Regions from separate parts of the Gossypium hirsutum genome. Here region 1 is linked to region 2. A link is a contact called in public Hi-C data. All regions are on one chromosome and are shown on one strand. Each heading gives the region's core, a stretch centred on a gene start, on an enhancer-like site or on the middle of the called end of the contact. The rest is flanking DNA. Distances are from core to core; before and after follow the strand shown.

Region 1 (6,378 bases), core at 3,202-5,701, 170 kb after region 2:
AACTTCATAATCAATTAATTTTTATTTCCAAGTTACACTAATTTATGATGGAACAAATCCATAAAACTATACCTGTCTTGATACTATTTGATAAATTAATGTCTTAGGTTTTCATCATAAATCAATGTTTTGTATTTGGGTTGACCTTAAATTAATCTGCAATATTGTCCATCCGCTTGGACTGTAATTTGACGTTGCACTCTTCAACATTTTCAATTGATTTAAACTTAAAAGAAAAATCAATATATTCAATTATTAATTAATTTATTTAATAAGTAATTGTGAATGGATACGAAGAGAAGAATGAAAACAAGATAAGAATAGACTGATGAAAAGTTATTTATATTTCATCTCGAGAGTTAGCCTATTTATATACAAGTTTATATAGTGTAAATAAGGACACAAAATAAAACTCCTAAATTTAATCCCTAAGAATCTGTAACACTCCCCCTTAAGCTGGAGCATAGGTATTGATCATGCTCCACTTGTTACTGTTCGTGCCTTTGTAAACAAATCAGTAAGTTGTTCTCTTGTCTTCACATAACCTATGGAGATTGAATTGTCCAAAATTTTCTCCTGAATAAAGTGACAATAAACCTCGATGTGTTTGGTTCTTTCATGAAGAGTTACTCGATTATTGCACAAGAGCTTTGCTGTTGAGGAATACTCCAACCCAATTTCAGTTAACAGATGTCATATCCACATAATTTCACACGTGGGCTGTGCCATAGCCTTATTTCAATTCTGCACTAGACTGAGATTCAACATTTTGCTTCTTGCTCCTCCATGATACTAAGTTTCCACCAACAAAAACACAATATCCAGTAGTAGACCTCTTATCTATCTTAGATTTGGCCCAATCAACATTTGCAAAACACTCGATACGGGTATGCCCATGATTGTTGTATAATATGTTCTGTCCAGGAGCTCTTTTCAAGTAACATAAGATCTGCTCTAGGGCTGCCCAATGTTTGACAATGGGGGCAGACATAAACTGGCTAACAATACTCTCAACAAATGCAATATCCGAAGGAGTTACCGGTGAGATAATATGATTTCCCAACTATCCTTCTATACCTCTTAGGGTCATCAAAGAAATCACCATCATCTTTGTGAGAGACACATTGGTAACCATTGGAATAGTACAAGGTTTGGCTACCAACTTTCCAATTTTTGCTAGTAGATAACATGCTTTTACTGAGACCTAAAAAATTCCTTTCTTGCATCTCATCACTTCTATCCTCGAAAAATACTTTAATTGACCTAAATCTTTTGTGTGGAACATGGTATGCTAAAAATACTTTAGAGATGAGATCCATGCAGCATCATCTCTTGTAATAACAATGTCATCAACATATACTACAAGAAGAATAACTCTAGCCTCATATCATTTATAAAACACAGAATGATCACAATTGCTTTTCTTCAACCCAAACTATTGAACCAGCTCATTGAACTTTCTAAACCAAGCACAAGGGCTTTGTTTCAATCAATAAAGAGATTTTTTCAGATGACATACTTTTTCATACTTTCCCTGAGCAACAAATCCAAGTGGTTGCTCCATATATACTTCTTCTTGGAGGTCCCCATGAAGAAAGATGTTCTTTATATCTAATTGGTGAAAAGGTCAATTATGAAAAGTGGCTAATGAGATGAATAGATGAACAGAGGTGAGTTTTGCCACATGAGAGAGTATTTGAATAATCCACACCATAAGTGTTAGCATAACCTTTTGCAACTAATCTAGCTTCAAGTCTAGCAATTGAGCCATTTGGATTTACCTTAATGTTGAATACCCATTTGCACTCAACATGTTTACTAACAAGTAAATCCACTAGGTCCCAAGTACCATTTTCATCTAATGCATGTACTTCCTCCAACATCGCATCACACCAACTAAGATGATTCAAAGCCTCTAGAATTGTCTTAGGAATAGAAATAGAATCTAGGGATACAATTAAAGAGCAAGGAGACAAATGGTTAGATGAAACAAAATTAGAAATAGGATAGGTTCATTGGTGTTTACCTTTACGTAGAGCAATGGGAAGGTTAAGGTCACTTGGGGTTGGATCAGACAGTGGAAACACTGGTAAAAGGGTTGGATTTGATAATGAAGAAACAGGTATCAGACATGTATCATGAGTCTCTTTTTGTCTGGAGGAAACTTGAGTAGCCAATGGCGGAGTTGGATTAGTGACAGTGTACATTAATCAATCATCTTCCTCCCCTTGTCTTGGAAGATTTTAAGGCGATTCTTTTGAAAAGAATGATACTTGGTTTGAGAATGCAACATTTGTAAACACCAAATATTTCTTGAGGTCTGGACTATAACATCGGTATCCCTTTTGAAGGCAAGAATATCCCTAAAAATACACTTTTAAGGATTTTGGATCCAACTTAGTGACATGAGGCCGAACATCTCGAACAAAACAGTACACTTGAAAATTCTTGGTTTCATCGGAAATAATGGTTTTGATGGAAATAGAACATTGTATGGGTTATCACCATCCAGTACGGAGAAAGGCATGCGATTGATCAAAAAAATAGGTTGTTGAAATAGCATCAGTCCAAAATTATTTAGGAATTTTTGTTTGAAATAAAAGAACTCTAATTGTCTCTAGGAGATGCCTGTTTTTCCGTTCAGCTACCCCATTATGAGATGGCGTGTCAACACGAGGATTGATGAAAAATCCCATTTTGGATCATAAAGGCTTTGTAAGATTTGGAAAAGCATTCTTTAGCATTATCTTTGCGCAAAATTTGGATAGGCACACCAAACTGAATTCTTATCTTAGCACAAAAAGTCCGAAAATGAAAAAACACCTCTGACTGATTTTTCATAAAATATATCCACCCCTGAGTGATTTTTCATAAAATATATCCATGTTATTGGAGAATAATCATCCACAAACGTAACAAAATACTAGAATCTAGGTTTAAATTCTACCGAATATGGTCCCCAAACATTTGAGTGTACTAATTCAAAACTGGAATTAGATCATTTGTTAGATCTCGGGCTTAAGGGGCTCCGTCGATGCTTCACAAAGTGACATGCTTCACATTCTAACAAAGGTAGGTTTTGAAATTGTGGACATAACTTCTTCAACAAAGAAAGAGAAGGATGTCCCAATTGACAATGTGCTTTGATCGGATAGAGAACATTAGGACAAGTAACGAATCAAGGAACCCACGAGTCGAAAATACAAAGACCATCAAATGCATGTCCTTTACCAATAGTGCGTTTCGTCACAAGATCCTGCAAAAGACAATGGTGGAAAAAATGAGATGGTGCATTTTAGGTCACGGTTAAGTTTACTGACTGAGATTAAATTAAAGGTGAGTTTAGGTAAATTTAATACTGATGATAAGGTGATAAATGAAATTACGTTAGTACTTTCAGAACCAACAACTTTATAAGTGATTCCATTAGCATTAACAATAAGAGAAGGTGAATCTTGTGATTGAAAGGTAGAGAAGGATTGGGATTACCTGTCATGATATGTAGATTCTGATTGATGACCAATTTGAATGAAGAAAATAAAACATGCATTAGATTTAGCTGAATCCATAAATGAAGCAAAAGGAGCCACAATAAGACGGAAGGTAGCAAAACCAACAAAAGGAAACACTAAAAATGGTCCAAAACAATACCTGAGTAGTACTCAAACAGTATTGAGCAGTATCCAAACAATGCTCGTGAATAGTACCCAAACAATGTGAAACCTTAAAAAATAAAAATAAAAATAAAAAGACCCACGGATCTTCAATTGATCAAGCATTAGACCATCGGGCTATAATTGGACCAAGAAGTCGATGTTGGAGACGGAAGCCGTGGCCTAACACTGCCCCACATGCCCACATGCGTCCGCACGTGAAGAGAGTACTTGGATCTTTTGGCGGCGCATGGTGCTTACATGCGGACCCCTTGGACACCGGAATTAGCAGTTTAGTTGTCGAGCTAGTGGCGTACCTTCCTGTGCTAGTGGAAACAACAAAATACCCTAATGATTCGTGTTCCAAACAACAAACACGAACTCATTGAATAGAGCCAAGTGGCTTTGATACCATGTTGATGAATACAAAGAGAAGAATGCAAACAAGAAAAAAATAGATTAATGAAAAGGTACTTATATTTCATTTCTTGAGTGAGCCTATTTATATACAAGTTTGTATAGTGTAAATAAGGAAAGAGAATAAAACTCCTAAATTTAATCCCTAAGAATTTGAAACAATATTAATTATCAATCATATATTAATTAGATTTTATGATAATTAATAAAATATTTTTTTATTTAGAATGTTATTCGTTTACAGTATGTTTGGTTAGCTATAATGCTAAACCATTAGAGCTGAATTGAGTTGCCCATCCCTATTCCATTATTTGGTTGGCTGTAATGGGCTATTGCAGCCCTATTCCATACAGCCTTATTCAAGGCAAAACTGCCGTTTACCCATTCAGCGTGTGTGATTTCAACTTTACCCTTCTCCCTCTTTTTCATTCTCACGTCTGAAGCAACTTCTTTTTTTCATTCTTCCCATTTCCTTCCAACCTCTCTCTCTTTTTCATTCTCACGTCTGAAGCATCTTCTTTTTTTCATTCTTCTTCCCATTTCCTTCCAACCTTCTCACTCTTTTTCATGCTTCTATCCTGACCAACCCTTTGACAAACCCTATTGTTTAGTTTTATTTTTCCCTTTGCTCTCGTCTCGCTTCCTGTGAAGGCTAAAGCGGCTCCTTTCTTTCAGCTACCCACGCTTTCAAGCTTCCAACTTTTCCAGAAGCTCCAAGGCTGAAACCGAGGAGAAGACGCTACAATTACTAATTTGGGATTCCATCCTCAGTTTTGGCTAATACCCTTTCCAAGGTATAAAGCTCTCGTTATTAATTTCATCATTTTATTTCAAGCTTTATGTCCATAGTTCTGATATGGGTTACTTTTATTCGACTCGTTCCTGCTCAAAATTTGGTCCTTTTTGAGTAAATTAGTCTATGCTTTTGATTAGTTTGATAGTGGCTACCATATCATATGTTTCTTTTATGTGAAACACTGCTTTGCTCCTTCGAATTTGGAACTGGTAGACTATTGTTTGCCTTTAGTCTGCTATATATATATATGGTGTGGAAAAGTTATTGGTATTTGTTATATCTAATTTCTTTGTTTTAAAAATTTTTCATTGGGAAACTTTTTTGTTAAAGAAAGCCATTCTTGTGTTTGATTATAATGAATATATATAGACTTCCTTTTATCATTTCTGATTTGGTTTGATTTTATTGTAACTTGTTATAACCAAACTGAAATTCGAATTCAATTGCTATAGGTGCCTAACATAATGTCATGGTCAAGATTTTCTAGTAGAATTTATTGTTCAATGTTCATTTCTTTCTTTTTTGCTGCTGCACTTGCAGTGACACATAGGTGCCTAACATCATGTCATGGTCAAGAATTTCAAGTAGAATTTCTCTCTTGAATCACTCGAATAATCTACGGATTTTGTCACAGGAATCAAGGTAATCACCATGTTACCAATATACAAATTTGGGCCTTTTAATTTTGCTTGTGCCATTTGGAACTTTTACTTGAAGAACTAAGACACAGGTATTTATGCTTGGTTGTAAAAGCCTAATAATCTAAATTATTCTTTCACAGTCTTGCTTTAGCCTTTAAAGGGTAATTCTCTGAAATTTGGATACATCCAGAGTTCAAAAATTTTTTCTTTTCCATTTCATATTTCTCCCAAGTCCCAACCTTAATGCAAGCATGCTATTCTAAGAAGTGTATTACCCGAGTGAACATTTTTTGGTGCTCCAGGTTTCTTCCTGATTCTTTATATTCGAGTTACAAGTTCTTTAAAGCTTCTTCTGGGTGTGGCAACAATGGTCTGATGCCAAGATGGGAATTTAGCACAAAGCCTCTAACAAGGTCTTTTGATTTCCATCCTTATGGTTCTCGATGTTTAGTGAGATTATCTTCCTTTAGCAGTCAGCGCCACTATGCTTCTCATGCATCCCATGCTTCCACTGAGCAGAAATCCAAAAAGACTCTTTTGTATCTTACTGCATTAGTGTTTGCAATGGTGGGAAGTAGTTACGCTGCCGTCCCACTATACCGAAGATTCTGCCAGGCTACTGGGTATGGTGGTACTGTCCAACGACGTGAGGTGAAGCTGAGTTTGTGCTATTTTTTATCCTATCCTTTTACTATTTTCAGGCTTTTCTTTTCTTTTTTTCTATTGGTTTTCAACCAGAACATATACTTGTTTTCTTTAGAGTGTTGAAGAAAAGATTGCTCGGCATGAAAAAGATGGGACAGTAGCAACAAGGTGCACTTTCTAGGCTTTGGATGTAAGAGCTTATGTTTATCTATATTTTTCATGATTA
Region 2 (6,276 bases), core at 2,173-4,672:
CTTCCTGGACTGCTTGAAGGCATGTACTCCAAGAGTCTCTTGAAATTTATTGGTGGGGTTATCAGACCAGTGGCAAAGGTGGATAAAAATACCAAAAATAATTCTAAGGGGACAGTTTTCTCGTTTGGTTGTTTATATTGATCTAGGGAAACCTTTGGTGTCGAAGATAAATATTGATAGAAGAATCCAACAACTTGAGTATGAAGCTCTTCCCATGGTTTTTTTCGACTATGGTCAGTTTGGGCACAACCGCGACAATTGTTGTTTCAAGTCTAACAAAGAGGGTTCACAAGAAGTTGAAGAGGAACAATTACTTTCACGGAAGGCGGAGATGTAACAAAGAGTGGAGGAAGAACAATTTGGCTTATGGATGCTTGTTGAATTCAAGAATAAAAGGAAAACTTGACCAGTTACGAATCCTGGTAGCACCACAAAGGATGCTGTGAGTGGTGGCTCTAGATTTGGTGTGCTTAACGACAATCACGATGAAGAAATTGGTGTGAATTTTTGTAACACCCCTAATCTGTATCCGTTGTCGGATTAGGACTATGAGGTATTACTATTAAAACATTATTTCCATAAATATTCATTAATAATTGTACTACGAGATCCAGATAACATATATGCATATATGTATATATTAAGCATTTTATACATACTCAGAACATAAAACACATCCACAACTTAAATATTGAATATTAGACTTGTTTTACAAAAGTCATGTGTATGCATAAATTGTACATCAATTAAAATAAGTAAACATCATTTTCAACCTCACCATTCATTAATGCGGCAATACCACGTGAACTAAGATGAAATTCATTTGTTTTACAAATAATACAAATTTGCAATGCAAATATCCAAATATACAAATATATTAACTCAATGCATTCTTTATTCATTCGGCCCACATAGTTCTATTTTACACATTCTTTAATATACCGAAATTAATAACATTATAAGACCATACACGTTTATACATGAACCAAATATAAGTGCGTTTATAAACATGCTTTTATAGACATGTAAGTAGCCATTTATTAGATCATATCCGCTTACTAGTACAGTATATTTATTTTTATTTTAAGAACAAAGTTTCTTACACAACCTAAGTACCATTGAATTTAATTACCAAATTGAATAATTCAAGCATCCAACATAACATCAATTTAGTTGGCTATTAAACGCCACACCTACTCTTGCAATTATAAATGTCTTGAAATATTGTTCCATAATCAGACCTATCAACGAATCACTTATGTAATGTAATCAATTTACTATTTGAATATTAAGTTTTCGAAACAAACAACTAACTTGATCATAAGACACAAGCATTACCCACCTCATATCCTTCAAATTAGTCAACTTGAACATAACTACCTAACACTTTGATTCATGCAGCATTCCATTTTTTTTTCTTCCTCACAACTATTAACATGTCAAATTCAGACATATTTAGCATGCCATTCACAAATAAATATTGCTTACCGCATATATCTTACCTTTGTGGCGCACAACCTGTTAACCAAAATTAATCTAAACCGTAACTAACATAATTCAAATTCTACTATAATAACTTAGCCATTTTCACATGGCTCATTATATACAAAACCAAAATCTAATATTTCAAAACCCATTTTAGCCTATACATGCCATAATTTAAGTTTAGCTAAAAGGTACTAAAACAGTAGATAGTGTGATGAACTTTGCTGACAGTCCCCGAGCTTGTAACTTGATCCAAAATCTATAAAATATAAATACACATATACACAAGTAAGCTTTTTATAGCTTAGTAAGTCATAAGCAAATAATCAACCCAAAGATATTATCAACTTAATTTAACTAAACCAAATTATATTATCATAACACATTTAGATTCAAACGCATATAAATTTATATTGTATATATATACATATATATATTCATTATAAATATCACCTAACCGAATGTCTATATAGTCAAACTAACATATTAGCATTCAATTTTCCAAAGCCAAATAATCATTACAAATCTAATTCACATACACTCAATTACATAAGTTCATGTGTTACCATATAATTTCATATACATGCATTGATTATGTGACCAAATACATAAATTCCCATACATATAATTAATACTCATTCCAATAATTTTCACAAGGTTAAATACCCATACCTAGTTCACAAATAATCCTCATTTGTAGTACACACAATTTGTAATGAGTATCAATTTACACACTTACCTTATTTTAAATAAACCTCAAGCTAATTCATACCTGGTCATTTAGCTCGTTTTACACACTCGAATACAACTTATCTTTGCCCGATGAACCATTCGGAGTTGGATAGGACACTTGGTTAATCACATAAATCGTACAATGCCAACGTCCCAGACGTAGTCTTACATGTAACCACATATCGATGTCACTGTCCCAGATAGGGTCTTACTCGTAAACACATATCGGAATCACATATCGATGCCATGGTCTTACTCGCACACATATATTGAAATCCTGTGTCATGACATATGTATCCTAACTATTCCTAAGGTTCATACGGGGCTTTCGAACGTCATAACTCGGTCGAATCGAACTCGGAAGTGTAGTAGTCAAATTTAATCATTTTCGGCCATAGCATATTAAAATTCTACATTTCATAACAGCATATAAATATAACATTTAATTACCAAATAAACAAGTCTTTTTGCTTATAAACTTACCTCGGATGTCGTAAAATGGGACGGGGCTGCTAGTCGACAACTTTCGTTTTTCCCCGGTCCAAATCCTATTTCTTTATTTCTTGATCTTGAATTTAGCTTGCAAGATGGCCGAACCCTATTTCTTTTTCTTTTTCTTTGGTTATTTTGATATTCGGCTAGTAGAAAGTATGAACACATTATGATTTGTCTTATTATTTTATAATATACTTTATATTATAACATTTTATTACATAAGTTACTATTTTACCCTTACTTATTATTATGTATAAATTGCTTTCTAATAGCCGAATGTGTCCATGCAAGTATGTAAAGGTGTATTTGCATTATAGGTGTTTCCATTAATAAAGACAATAGCAATTAAGTACTTTCACATTTAACCACTAAATTTTTATCTTACGCGATTGAGTCCTTTTATTTAATCGAACACCTAAATGATCAAATTAAATCACGAAAATTTCAAAGATATAAATTCACACAAAATAAACACAGAAAATAATTTTTAAATATTTTTTGACTCGAATTCATGGTCCCGAAACCACTGTTCTGTTTAGGATCTTAATTGGGCTGTTACAATTTTGGTGGTCTAGAAGGCAAGATTGGAGACGTGAGTTTAAGAGAAGAAGATTTGGAGGCTACCAAGATGGTTAAGAAGTCCGATAAGGCAGGAGTGGCTAATAAACCTAGAGGTTCAAGTAGTGGGTTTACTAAAGCAAAAGGGAAAGAGGTCTGAATAGGTGGTGGGCTAAAGCCAACTCTAATATCCTCAAGCCTTTTAATAAAATGGGTTCTGCTGGGTAGAAAAGTAATCCTTTTGATGATAGATCAAATATGGGGCCTGTGGTTTTAGAAAAGGATTTGGATTCTTTCCAATTATAATCAACAAGGTTTGTCTTAAATTCTAATAGAAATGTTGCCATCAAAATTGTGAACAAACCAGGTAGTTCAATAGATTTAGAGATACAAAGCTGAAATTATAATGCAATTGTGAACTGGAATTTGGGGGAAAACTTTGGTCAAAGATCGATGGAGGTTATTAACAAAGCTTCTGGCGAAAGAGAGAGATGTACTTGGATTATTGATTTTGTTGATGATTTTTCAATTGTTCCGATAGTAGCAGCCATGGAGGAAATTATACATGGATTGTCGAAAGAGGTCGAAAAAGACACTAGTATGAAAGGAGGAATTTCTTATGTGATTGGGTCAAAGACTAGGCCTTCTATAAATGTTGTGAATTCCTGAGATGATAGATATTTTTTTTACAATTTTTTTTTTATTTTGTGGGTGATGGTTCCAGACTTACATTTATTTTTTTGGAATGCTCAAGGGTGTGGTCACCCCTGCTTTCATAGTTTCATGAAGAAATATAAGAATGAGGTTCGGCCAAATATTGTTGCTATTTTCGAAACTAGGATAAGTGGATGTAAGGTGGATATAGTTATCGCAAAATTTGGTTTTGATAATTCATTCAGAGTGGAAGCTTCTAGTTCCGTGGGAGGTTTGTGGATTCTCTGGAATGATGATTTTGGTGTGGAAATTTTGAATCTTCACTCTTAGTTTGTTTATATGCATATCTCTTTTTTTTTTCTACTATTTATGCTAGCCTTCATCGCAGTTCAAGGGCTCAATTATGGGTTAAACTAAGTCAAATCTCGACTATAGTGCAAGAACTTTGGTTGATTGCGGGAGATTTTAATGCTATCTTAAGGGGTCATGAGCAGAAATGAGAGTCTAATATGCGAAAAAATAGTTGTAGCCATTTCAGATCCTTTGTCTTTGATAATGGTTTATATGATTTGAGATTTCAGGGACCTTATTTTACATGGAATAGAGGCAATTTATTTAAGAGACTGGATAGATCTCTTTGTAATGATTTTTGGCATTCCTTTGCGCCTAACACCATTGTTCGCCATTTGTATAAACTAAAATCAGACCATCAACCTTTTGTTGTCTCAGAATCTTCAACAAAGACTAATAATGGAGTAAGACTATTTCACTTCCTAGCTAGCTAGCTTTTACATCCAGATTTTTAAAATGTGGTGGGAGAATCTTAAGAGCTAAGAAGGTATTACTACAAATTTGGACAAATTCACTCACCTGATCCATGTTTGGAATAGAAATGTTATTGGTAATATCTTTGTTAGAAAGCGTAAGGCCATGATGGAGCTTGACTATATTCAAAAGGCTCTAAAATGGAGGGATTCTGTGAGACATAGAAGTAGAAAAGCAGAGGTACACCATGAAATTGAGAATTTTTTAAACCAAGAGGAATTACTATGGTTTCAAAAATCAAGAAGTGAGTGGCTTTCTAATGGGGATAGAAATACTAAATACTTTCATAGCCGAACTATGAAATAAAGGAAACAGCACAGAATCGAGAGGCTAGTGATTGATGATATGAGTTGGTGTTATGATAGCAACACTCTCAAGTTTCATGCAGTTTAGTATTTCTCGAAGTTGTATACAGTGGATCAGTATTCGATTGAGGAATTCCCTTACTACGGAGGAATTCCCTTACTACGCGCATATATATTCTACCTCCGTAACCTCTTTATAAAACTCTATTTCCTTGCTGTCCATCAGGCCCTGGATAACAGATCTGAACTCCTCACATTCTTGAATTATGTGTCCCACTTTATGATGGAATTCACAATAATTCTCTATCCCATCATCTCTTCCTTTTGTATTTGAAGTAGCTAATCCTCTTCTTGCCATTTCCTTCCAAACCAGTTTCAAATAAGTTTTCACTTCTGAAACATCTATCTTGGTTCTTTTTCCAATATCTCCATCTATCGCATTTATCCCACCATCAGTATGACTAGGTAGTGGATTTTCTGTACTGGGCGCATTATCGAGCTTTACAATACCCATCTGAATAAATCTCTCAACCAGCTTCTTAAAAGTAGTACAATTTTCTATCGAATGTCCTACAATCCCTGTATGATACTCACAATGAGCATTTGCATCATACCATTTAGGAAACGGAGGCTGTAATAGCTTTAGATAAAAAGGTGCCACCACAAGTGCATCGAACAAACTTTGATATAACTCTTTAAACGTCATGGGGATTGGTGTAAATTGTAGCTTGTCATTGTTTTACCTTGCTTCAGATTCCTGCCTTGATGAACCCTGACCAGCAATTATGGCCTTTGGCTGACTTACAGTAACAGACTTTGAATACCCCACATTTGTATTGTTCACTTCATTCTCCTTTTTCCGTGGCACAGACATTTTAGCACTTTCTCCTACATCTATCCTTCCATTTCTTATGGTATTCTCAATCATTTCTCCTATCATGACCACATCCACAGAGCTCCTTGTAGCACTTCTTAACATGTGAGTTATGAACGGAGCTTTTAAGGTATTAATAAAGAGCATTGTAGTTTCCTTTTCCAAAAGTAGCGGCTAAACCTGGATAGCCACTTCTCTCCATCTCTGTGCATACTGCTTAAAACTTTCGTTTGGTTTCTTCTTCATATTCTACAGAGTAATTCTATCAGGAGTTATATTTGTTACATGACTATACTGCTTCATGAATGCTTGTGCCAAATCTCTCTAGGAACCAATTCTATTTCGACT

The links. Hi-C and Micro-C count contacts between places; a contact is called where the count stands out from the background.
Region 1: a Hi-C map of leaf shows a contact between it and region 2, with 2.7 times the contacts expected there. The contact joins the promoter of LOC107897290 here to the enhancer-like site in region 2. A contact is called at or near these places in 12 of 34 Hi-C or Micro-C datasets (callus, hypocotyl, leaf and 1 more).

What each region holds. Positions count from the first base shown.
Region 1 is chrA11:48,244,329-48,250,706 of Gossypium_hirsutum_v2.1, forward strand. It overlaps LOC107897290 (cytochrome c oxidase assembly protein COX11, mitochondrial), which reads left to right and starts at 4,452. Exons shown (of 8, transcript XM_016822687.2): 1 at 4,452-4,864; 2 at 5,407-5,508; 3 at 5,810-6,158; 4 at 6,268-6,320. The coding sequence starts at 5,429. It overlaps LOC107897304 (a long non-coding RNA gene), which reads left to right. Exons shown (of 2, transcript XR_001684101.2): 2 at 1-31.
Region 2 is chrA11:48,075,264-48,081,539 of Gossypium_hirsutum_v2.1, forward strand. No RefSeq gene overlaps it. Among protein-coding and RNA genes, the nearest start is that of LOC107897318, 8.8 kb to the right of the region's middle. Within about 2 kb of position 3,423, at least 6 of the 9 cell types and tissues checked have an H3K27ac peak or open chromatin away from gene starts, as enhancers often do. A contact at or near this core is called in hypocotyl and leaf, where this site is marked.